Linked DNA regions of Sus scrofa: region 2 is linked to region 1. The links are chromatin contacts, called in public Hi-C maps. All regions are on one chromosome and are shown on one strand. The core of a region is the stretch at or near the end of the contact, and the rest is flanking DNA. Distances in the headings are between cores, read along the strand shown.

The links. A called contact is a pair of places that touch in the nucleus more often than the background predicts.
Region 2: a Hi-C map of embryonic fibroblasts shows a contact between it and region 1, with 2.0 times the contacts expected there. The contact joins the promoter of KCTD5 here to the promoter of PRSS27 in region 1. A contact is called at or near these places in 1 of 5 promoter capture datasets (liver), 8 of 47 Hi-C or Micro-C datasets (embryonic fibroblasts, liver, mesenteric adipose tissue and 3 more) and 2 of 2 datasets of contacts at active chromatin or transcription factors (alveolar macrophages and skeletal muscle).

The regions. Positions count from the first base shown.
Region 1 is chr3:39,392,387-39,397,590 of Sscrofa11.1, forward strand. It overlaps PRSS27 (serine protease 27), which reads left to right and starts at 2,628. Exons shown (of 7, transcript XM_021086750.1): 1 at 2,628-3,009; 2 at 4,369-4,395; 3 at 4,713-4,817; 4 at 5,075-5,204. The coding sequence starts at 2,958.
Region 2 is chr3:39,427,628-39,432,831 of Sscrofa11.1, forward strand. It overlaps KCTD5 (BTB/POZ domain-containing protein KCTD5), which reads right to left and starts at 1,981. Exons shown (of 6, transcript XM_013987853.2): 1 at 1,681-1,981. The coding sequence starts at 1,932. PDPK1 (3-phosphoinositide-dependent protein kinase 1) reads right to left here. Exons shown (of 14, transcript XM_021086751.1): 14 at 2,301-5,204.

The sequences.
Region 1 (5,204 bases), core at 1,378-3,877:
TTCCTGCAAATATTTATCCTATTGTTCGCCTTTGTACTTTGAAACCGATTATTTTTCTAGTGTATGGGCCATCTCCTTTGTGTTGCCTACTGTGACTATTTTTTGTTGTTCTTTGTTTGTTTTTGCCTTTTAGGGCCATTCTCTCTGCATGTGGAAGTTCCCAGGCTAGGGGTCAAATCAGAGCTACAGCTGCCAGCCTACGCCACAGCCACAAGCAACGCGGGATCTGAGCCATGTCTGCGACCTAAACCACAGCTCATGGCAATGCCAGATCCCTGACCCACTGAGTGAGGCCAGGGATCGAAACGGATTCCTCATGGATATTAGTTGGAGTCGTTTTCACTTCGCCACAACGGGAACTCCCTCTGCTGTGACTTCTAACATTAAAAAACCCTTCCCCTTCCAGAGGTGGTAAAAGCTCATTTCTGGCTTTGTTTTTTGGCTGCTCCAGGGCATATGGAGCTCCCGGGCAAGGGATCAGATTCCAGTCACAACCTTGAAGTAAACTGCAGCTGTGGCAACACCAGAAGGTCCTTAACCCACTGTGCCAGGCTGGGGACTGAACCCGCTCCCAAGACACTGCTGATCCCTTCGTGCCACAGTGGGAGCTCCCATTTGTGTTTTAGGAGGAAGTGACAAAACACACTTAGGGCTCTGAGTCCCTCTGGTCTCCAATCCACCCCTCTGTTTGGCAGGTGGAGTGAGGAAGGCACCTGGCTTCCAGCTCACCCTACACCCCCACCCAGCTCCCTGCACAGCGGGGGGTCTACAGCCTCAAGGGTGTCAGGAGTGACACGAGATGCTGTTTCTCTAGCCACCGGAGTCCCTGGTGTCCCCACTTTCTGATCACATCTTAACTTTTGTTACTTTCTTGATTTCAAGGCAGCACCTTCTTAGAAATGGCTTTGGGGGGGGGGGAAGGCAGAGGAAACCTAGAAAGACACCTGAGAGGAAGTATTTAGCCCCAAACAATCTTGAAGGCCTCTGAAATCCAGAGAACTGATCATCAGGTGCCTGGTGAAATGCGGTGACACAGACGTTTTGAAACACTTTCCAAAATTTCTGATTAGACATTTTCACCTCAATCCTCTCTCCTCCACTCGGCTCACCTCCAATTGCCCCATGCCTGGAACAGTGCTGGGTCTCAGTGGGCTCCAAGAATCCCTGGGAACGAGTCTGGAAGCCCTCTAGCCACGCGCTGCTCTCCCTCCCCGAGGGACTCCCGCTCACGCAGACAGGCCGCCCGGACTCCGGGACGCCGCGTGGAGGGGGCGCAGCGGAGGGACCCGGGAGGCAGGGGGGCGCAGGAGGAGGGCGCCAGCGCCCGGGCAGCCGTCCCCCGTCGAGGGTGGCGCCCCCTCTTCCCCCGAGGGCTGCGGGAGACGCGGAGACGGAGGGGAGGTCGGAGGGCAGGAGCGGAGGAGTGGAGGAGCAGGAAGGGCTGGGGCTGGGAGTTGTGCGAGGAAGACAGACAGCGCGGAGCCGAGCCTCCCGCCCCAGCGGCCCGGCGCTGCTGCCGGCGGCCCCTAGAGGGCAGTGGCGCGCTGACCGGGAGCGCCCGCCAAGGCCAAGGCCAAGGCCGGAGCGCGGAGATGGGGAGGGGGCGGAAAGTCGGCGACCTCGGCCGTCCCCGACTTCCGGGGCGCGCCGGCGCACCCCCAGGCCACGCACGCACCCACTGTGTGGGCGGGGAAACTGAGGCCGGGCTCTGCCGGTCATCCGGCGCTCCCCGCCCCAGCCCCCACCGGCTCTGCCCGACCTGGTCCTCGGCCGCCGGTCCCGGCCCGGCCTCGCCGCCGAGCCCCGGCTCCGGCTCTGACGTCAGCTCCGTGCCCCAAATAACTTCCTCCCAGAGCCGCTTCCGCGACGACTGCACGTCCTGGACCCGGCCAGCCGCTCCCAGGGCAGGGACACCTGGGGACGGTCCTCCTGGCACGGCCTTCCCAGAAGCAGCTTCCGCCCCGCCCACGCTGGCCTTCGCGTTCCGGGAACCCCACCCCCACCCCTGCGACGGCGGCGGGCAGGGGGCAGGGAGAGGCCGGTCAGGGTCACCCAGGGCCAGGCCTGGGACTGCTGGAACCCAGGTCTGGAGGGAGAGCCGGGGGGCGGGGAGGGGCGCTGGGGTCAGCGGCGGAGCCCGCCAGACGCTCCCGCTTAGGCTCAGGTGACCTGGCCCTTAGCCATCCTCCTTCCGGCAAAGCGCAAGCCCCAGTCCCGGACTGTTTGCGGCGCATGGCAGGTGCTCAGTAAATAAAAATAAATGAACGGATGAATGAAACAGAGAGGGTCGCGTGGTGGACCGCAGTCAGCTCAGGTGGGCCTGTGGTCAGCTGGAGAGTGTGGTCAGTCACCGTGGAGGCGGAACCCTTGCCACAAGCACTTAAATGGGGCACATGCGGAGTTCCCGTCGTGGCGCAGTGGTTAACGAATCCGACTAGGAACCATGAGGTTGCCAGTTCAATCCCTGGCCTTGCGCAGTGGGTTAAGGATCCGGCGTTGCCGTGAGCTGTGGTGTAAGCTGCAGATGCGGCTCGCATCCTGAGTTGCTGTGGCTGTAGTGTAGACCAGGGGCTACAGCTCCGATTGGACCCCTAGCCTGGGAACCTCCATATGCCGCGGGTGCGGCCCTAGAAAAGGTAAAATAAACAAACAAACAAATAAATAAATAAATGGGACACACGCACCCTGGCCCGCAAACCCTAAGGTGTTTTAGCATGAGAGGCCTGTCCCCTTGGGGTTCAGGGCCAGGCCATGGAGGAGTCGGGGTTCTGGGGTGCCTCCTTCCTGCCCAGAGGAACTGGGCGGGCCTGGCTGACAGGTCCAGCGGCATAGCCGAGCTGACACTCATCTCCAGCATAAAACCCCACTTCATGGAGCCCTACACATAGAGCTAGTGGTCACGGAGCTCCTGCCACAGCAGTCCCCTGCCCGGCAGGCACTCCAGCCAGGCTGAGACCATGGGGCAGGTGCCAGCTTTGGCCCTGCTCCTGCTGCTGCTGCTGCGGACTGGTGAGTCTTAGACATTGCAGGCATCTGTAAGGGCCTCTCTGTCCTACCCAAGCGGCAGCTAAGCCCCCACTCCCCGGCCAGGCCTCGGGCTGCAGCACCAGTCTCCCTTCCTGCCTCAGTGGGAAGATTCCGGAGGTTCCACAGGTGGAGTGAACTGGGGATGGGGGTGTGGGTGCAGGCGGGAGGACCAGGAGGCAGTGACACAGGCCGGATCCCATCCCTCCCCTTGCCTCAGGCAAATTACAGCCAAGCTGCTTCTGCCCCCTCTGGTCCTGGCCTCTCAAGATGAAAACGTGGTGCTGTAGGATCTGACCTCAAGACCGCTGGGCGCCAGCCAATCTCTGGGTCACTGACATCTGGGCCTGGGAAGGGTGGCTGGGTTGCCACCTGAGCCTGGTGAAGGCTCAGTGGGGGGCAGGGAGGACACACGGGGGTCCAGGTTCCTGCTCCGGCACAGAGGGAGGGAATTGGAGGAGCAGGCCCTGCACCTCCGGCCCTTCCCCCGCTCTCTTGGGTGAAGGTTGGCAAGGGCCAACAGGGGAGGTCGGGGGGGGGGGAATGCACCTGCCAGGCCCCTCCCAGCTGGGCGGGCTGCTCTCTGCCAGGGAAACTCTCCCGCATTCCTGGGCCAGCCTGGCCAGCCCAGCTGCCACCTTACTTCCCTGTCCTCAAGTCACCTCCCAGGGCCGGGCCAGGTCACCCCAGGCTGCAGCTTGGCCAGGGCTCCAGGCTTCCCACCAGGGAAGGAGGGTGCAGGCTTCCCACCAGGGAAGGAGGGTGCAGCCTCCCTGGGCTCCACCGGGCCTTGCCAGGCCTTGCTGCCCAGCTCCCTCCTCCCTCCCGGCCTCCTGGCACAGGGTCCTGTCCCACCCCTCCGGTCCCTTCACGTGGGCAGAGGTGCCCCGTCCAGCAGGGGTCCTGGGCTCCAGCTGCCAGCTGTATGAGAGGGGCTGCTCTGGGGAATCTGGGACGGAGCCAGGCTCTGCCCCCATCGCCCCCAGACTCAAGACAGAGCTGGAGACTTGCTCGGTCGGGAAGATAGTGTGAGAGGCCCTGGGCCTATGGCCAGCGGCCGGGGTGGAGAGTGGGAGACCCTGGCGCTCCAGAACCGGAGGCTGCGGTCCTGGGGGAGCTTCCAGACAAGGATGCGTGTGGGGTGAAGGGAAGGCCCTCGTGGGGCAAGGAGGAGCCATCCTGTCTCCAACAGGAGAGCCAGGCCATGACAGGGTGCCCTGGGTGGCCTCTCCTGCTGGTCCTCGGGAGACAGGCTGGAGGTGGAGCAGAGGCAGGGCTACACCAGGCAGATGCCAACCTCAGGGCCCACAAAGTTGGCTGATTACCTTCTTTGCTCACTTGCAGGGACTCAGGGGGCCGAAGCCTCAAGTGGTAAGCATCCAGGGCCCTTGCGGGGTAGACAGGAGTGGGCTTGTCTGAGAGCAGCAAGGCTGACCAGGAACGCACCCCCCCCCAACACCCACCCCAGGAGGCCAGGGTGAAACAGGCGGGGCACAGGGAATCCCGCAGGGCCAAAAGGAGCTGGAGCCCAGGTGGGTGGGCGGGCAGAAGGAGGGTCTGAGACGCGGTGCAGGTGGCACAAGAGGGCCATCGAGGCAAGAAGAACGGGGGAGGGTGGGAAGACGACAGGAAGGAAGTAAGGACAGACGCCGACACCATTCTGCTGTGACAATAACATACCCCCTCAGGGTCACCTACCCCATGTGGGATTGTCCCCTGTCTGTCAGGTCCTGGGACCAGATCTTTACCTGCGTCATCGTCATCCCAACATCCTCCCCCTACTCCCCACCGAGGTAGGTCTGATGTCACCATTTCACAGGTAAGGGGTGTGAGGCCCACGGGATGGGAGGCTTTCCCACAGCTGGGAAGGGTCTGCCCTGGTCCGAGGCGGACCTGACGCCGGGGCCTCTGACTTACCTAAGTTCTCCGAGCAGGTCGGGGGCAGGGAGGCTGGGAATAGAACCACCGAACAAGAAAGCCTGAGAGCGGGTCTGCGGGCGGGGGGTGGATCTGGCCCCCAGTGAGCAACACCCTGGCCGTGATCCCCTAGTGTGTGGGCGCCAGAGGACGCTGAACCGGTTGGTGGGCGGGCAGGATGCCTTGGAGGGCGAGTGGCCGTGGCAGGTCAGCATTCAGCGCAACGGAAGCCACTTCTGCGGGGGCAGCCTCATCACAGAGCA
Region 2 (5,204 bases), core at 731-3,230, 35 kb after region 1:
TTCCAGCAACTATTCTGAGACAGATGCTGTATCTGCTGCACTACCTTCACATTGTGAAGTGTGATTTCATAATGTGTAAATCAAATGTAGTTAAGTGGATGATGATGAAAGGGAGCAACTATAATATCGATATATTCTGAGATTAACTAATTACTTGCCCCAAAGGACTCCTATACAGTACATGATAATTGTTTTTAAATAGTCTCGAGACAGTAAAATAAAGAGATGAATTGCCTGAACTGTGCAAACTCTGAATCCGTCTAGTGCATTGACAGCCAGTGCCTCAAAACAACCCCGTGAACAAGAGCAATGTAAAATCGGACTCCATATGCACAACTGGAAAACGCTCAAGTAGAAATGCAAGGGAATGACCACTAAGACCCACTGTTTAAAAAGAAAAACAGAACAGTAAAACATACAGCCACGCTATAAAAGGAAAATCACAGCTAACAAAAGCCTGTTTCTATCCTGGAGATGCCTGTCATTTTCTGGGAGGCCAGTTCTCCGAGAGCGGAGCTTGGTCAAACGATCAGTGGACACAGCTGAGGCTTGGGGGAGGTGCGGGTGGGCGGCAGGAGCGCTGGCATCTCAACCCTAGTTCTACCCAGGACTGGTGGTTCTGTGGTCACTCGAGGTCTCATTTCCCGATCCTAAGGTCAGGCCACTCTGAGGATGATCTCGGTCGGGCTTCTGGATCTGGACAAGGGATCACACTCTTTCTGGGAAGCCTATGCCTGGCAAATGCTGGGCTGGCAAGGCACAAGGCCAAGGGCAATTACGTAGGCCCAAGCCAAAGGCAGGAAAGTTAGGATAAGGCCTGTGAACCGCCTAGGATACGTACAGGGAATAACTCTTCTTCCAGCACAGCCTTTTTTTGAGTTTCGATGCCATACAGCTGCCGAGACAATTCTTTAAGTAATAATCGAAACAGCTTCTATTATCACCTGCACAACAGTCTGATGAAACACAAGCAGCAAACCAACCTAGAAACTCCTATCCTTTTGAGAGAGCAGCAGGAAAACTAGGTTAATGAGAAAGTAGATTGAAAAAGATTTCCTATCTGGCCCTTCCTTGACACCCCTGAGCCACGCCTCAATATGAGCCACATTCCCTTCGAAAATCACTCTATGGACGGCACTTTTTGAGACTGTTGTGTGGGTGCGTGTTGTGGCTGAAAACGATGGAGCGCCAACTCCCTAAATGCAAGTCACTGAGAAAGGCAGGCCACTAGTATCAAACCCCACGCTAACGTTAAGTAAAACGTCTGGAATGTGAGAAAATGAGGGGAACATGGGGATTCGGGATTCCAGAGCCAGTCAGTACACCGGGACGGAGAAGAGAAGGTGCTCCCGGCGGGGGCAAAAGAACCTAGGAGAGAAAAGAAAGTAGATCCCAGCAGAGTCCGGGGTCTGGGAAACCTCCTCCGCGGAAGAGCAGAGGAGGGCGAGACAGACACCCCGAGGGGGAGTGGCTGGGGCTCTCGGAGGGCGGTGGGAGCCAGGGCGCCATCCTGTTCATCCTCGGCCCAGGACAGGGAGTCGGGGGCTCCGGTCGGGCTGGTGAGCAGGGGGCAGCGAGACCCGGAGCCGGGGCGGTTCTCTCAGAGTGGGTCAGGGGGTGTGTGTGGGGCCGCCGACGGGGGCGGCCCGAATCCTCCTGGCTGGCCCGCGCGGCCCTCACCTTGTCCGAGTCCAGGTCGGGGTCGGCCTGGCACAAACGGTACAGGAAGGATTTCGGATCCCGGCACAGCGTCTGCCGAGTGGTGAGGAAGTAGGTGCCGCCGACGTTGAGCCGGACCCATTTGGACACGTTGCCGGGGCGCTGGGCCAAGGTGCCGAGCCCCGCGCTGCAGCGGCGGCACAGGCTGCCCCCCAGCCCCGCCCCGAGGCCGCCCGGGGCCGGCGGCAGCAGCTCGCAGTGACTCTCCGCCATGATCCCAGCAAGCCCGGCCACAGCTCCCCTCTGCCGGAAGCGTCCGGCCTTTAATACAGTCCTCCGGGCTCTGTCCCGCCCACGGGTCCGCCCTCGTAAGGCGCCCACCCCGGCGTCACGCGGGAGGCGGAAGTTCCGGTCCGGAAAAGCGGCCGGCCGTGCCCCCTTCCGGCCAAGTCCGGCGCGGCGTGGTCCGGCATCGCCCTTGTGGGCAGGCGGCGGTGGAGCCCGGCGTCGCGCTTGAGAGGGGCTGGCCGGTCTTCGCCGGGCGCGCGCTGTGCCCGAACACCCTGTTCCTGGCCCCGAATTCAGGTCGCCCTGCGACGCCCGACCCGCGCCCCGGCCAAAGAAAGCTACATCAGTGAGCGTCTACATTCTACATGCTTTTTTATTACAAGGCTACCGAGCATACGTGGAAAATTCATCATCCGGTAACTACACCTAAAGCACAAATATTTGAAAAAAAAGAATAAACAGATTCATTAAATTATGATATGATTAAATCATCGACCAAATAGAAAATTTATATAATAAAGCCAGAAAAAAAGTTGTAAAATATAGTTTACAATAATTATTCACATTCAAGGCTGTACATCAATACATACAACAACGTGGCCCGAACATGAATTCAACCCAAATAATTCATATATTAGATTTTAAATAACACAGACTGAACTAGAGGCCAACAATAGCCAGCAAATAACCTTATATAAGAATAAAAATACAAAAGTGTATATCCTAATATCATTGCATTATTTGTTTCCGTAAGTTTTTTTTTTTTTTAATATTTGCTTTGCCTGTACATCACAGTTACAGCTACAGACCAGGTAGAGAATATTACACATGTTCTGACTGCCACCAACCTGAAAGACAGCTAGCATACTACTGATTCATCCTATTTTGTGTTGTTAATAGCTACAGCAGCTCTAAATATTGCGAAACTTTGATTTTGTCAGTGTCCAATCAAACGTAGGATCATGGCAGAGGCTTTTCACCAGCAAAATGGCCCCTACTTATAGTCAGGCAGCCAGAAGGGTTAGACGAGGGTGGACCCCACAGCTAAAAAAGGTGCGCCTTTTGTAAAAAGTTCTCTGTACATAAAGTTTGGTCGTTCTTCATACTGAAGAAATGAGTTCTGGGTAAATTCTGGTACACATGAGGCCTGTTTAGTTGCCCACCATGGCTGTCTGAACTACAGGTAAAACTGCCCTTTGCCGGAAGAGCTTCCTCCCCAGACCAGTTCTCCACAGGCAGCCTAATTTACAACCCTGCACTCTTGGGCCAGCAGCCTGCACCCTCAGAGGCTCTGGGAGTGACACCTGCCCTGATTTAAGGCACTTGCCATGGAGTCTGCCTAAGGGGCAAGGGCCACACCCACCTGAGTCACCATCAGTTCATGTTAAGTTTGGATATGAAAAGAAACAGTATGGCAAACCGCATATATACAGCACTATCTCCAAGAATAGTACCTGCACACACTCTCCATGCTCTCCCAGTGGCTGCTGCCTCTGCCTCAGTCTGTGGACTGTCCCCGGGAGAAGGGAATTTGGGGTGTCAGAGGAAGGTAGGAGACCTAATTCCACACAATCCAGCCGGCGTCTCTGGCATAGTCAAGTGGCACTAAGCGTGGCACCTCGAAAAATCTCATGCATGTTTCCCCTCAGAATTGACAGACCCCAAACTAAACAGGAGAAAGGAAGAAAACCCAATTTGGGGGGTCTGGACTTTAAAGACAACTAGACGACCTGCAACACTGGGGCCGGGGCCGGGGGCGGGGGGACAGGGGAGGAAAACCCTTAAGTCCTTCTCAGCCGGGTCCATCATGTTCTACCATGAAGAGGCCTGGCCAGGGTGCTCTGCTGAGCCGCTGGGCCTTGGACGCTCCGAGTCCTACGATGGGAAGAACAAGGGGGCAAACACTCTTCTGTAAAATCCAATTGTCTACATGGTTTCTTCTTCAAGTAGAGCCTTTGCTCTTTGATTCCAAATGGCCTGATGTACTGAGTCTATAAGCTTAATTACAAATCATCCACTAAGTATGTGGCAAGGTCAGTTCAACACTTTTTATCTCTGCTGACTGTGCAGATGCAAATTCAGTACCATTGTGGACACAAAGTACAAGATTCTGTAAATATCACCAAGCACTTGAAAGCTGTAGAAGCAGGGATGGGAAGTTAACATGCAAGCAAAACCAGGTTCTTTCAATGAAAATAAGGAATTGGCTTTTGGAAAAACATGTCACTAATGGCCAGCGGTAATGACATTACTTTAGCATTAAAAAAAAAAAAAAAAGCAGTCTTATTCAAACATTTTTGGGAACACACGGCTTGCCAGAAATTGATTTGTTCAGTATCTACAGGACACAACTAAGGAAGTTCTGTACGGGAACTCTGAGCATCTAGGCAACAGATCCTGACAGAGGAGGAGACTATACTGACTGTAAAATGAACAAACTCTTTAACCCAAAAATACCACTTCTAGGAATCTGAGGCGGGGGGGGGGAGATCAGAGTCAACAATCGAAAGATTTATAAGGATATTCATCACAGCATTATTTAAATAGTGAAAAACCAGAAATAATCTAAATGTGTTCTAGCAGTGAAATGGTCAGATAAATTATGATAAAAAATATTAACCATTAAACTCTAAAATCATTAGAAACAAGGTTTTTGAATCATTTTGTTCATGACATGACAGGAAGATAAATACCAAGTGAAAAAAAGCTGGATGCCAAACGGTGTATGTTTCATGTTCCCACTTCAGGTGCAGAAGCAAACACGTGTGCTGCGGGGAGGCGGGCGGCAGGCTACACTCGGTATGCTCACAGTGGTCTCTCCTGGGTGCTGAGCCTACAGTTGATTTTTTTTAGGAGACACATGTTTTCAGAAAGTACAAAGTCACCCAGAGCCCCCTGCGCTGGCACCCTGTCCTAAGGAGTCTGTGCCACAGGCTGTTCCCTGCAATTCCTGCAGGCCTGCACCACACATAGAAGAGAGGAGCCCCCAAGAGGGCTGGAGTAGGCGCAGTGCCCGTCCGCTTTGGCATGACCCCCAGAGCCATCTTTCTCAGAGCAAGCATGTGACCAGCCTCCCGAGTCAAGTTCAGAACGGCAGGCAGGCAGCGGTGCCACTCATGGGTGGGGCTTCATGGTCCCACAGGGCTGCCCACTGCCCTGGTCAGGTCACAGGAAAAGGTAAGGAAGCCACCCCATCCAAGTGCAGCTCCCCTGTGTTCCCAGAGGGCAAGGCACGGCGGCCGTCTAGCAGAGGGGGA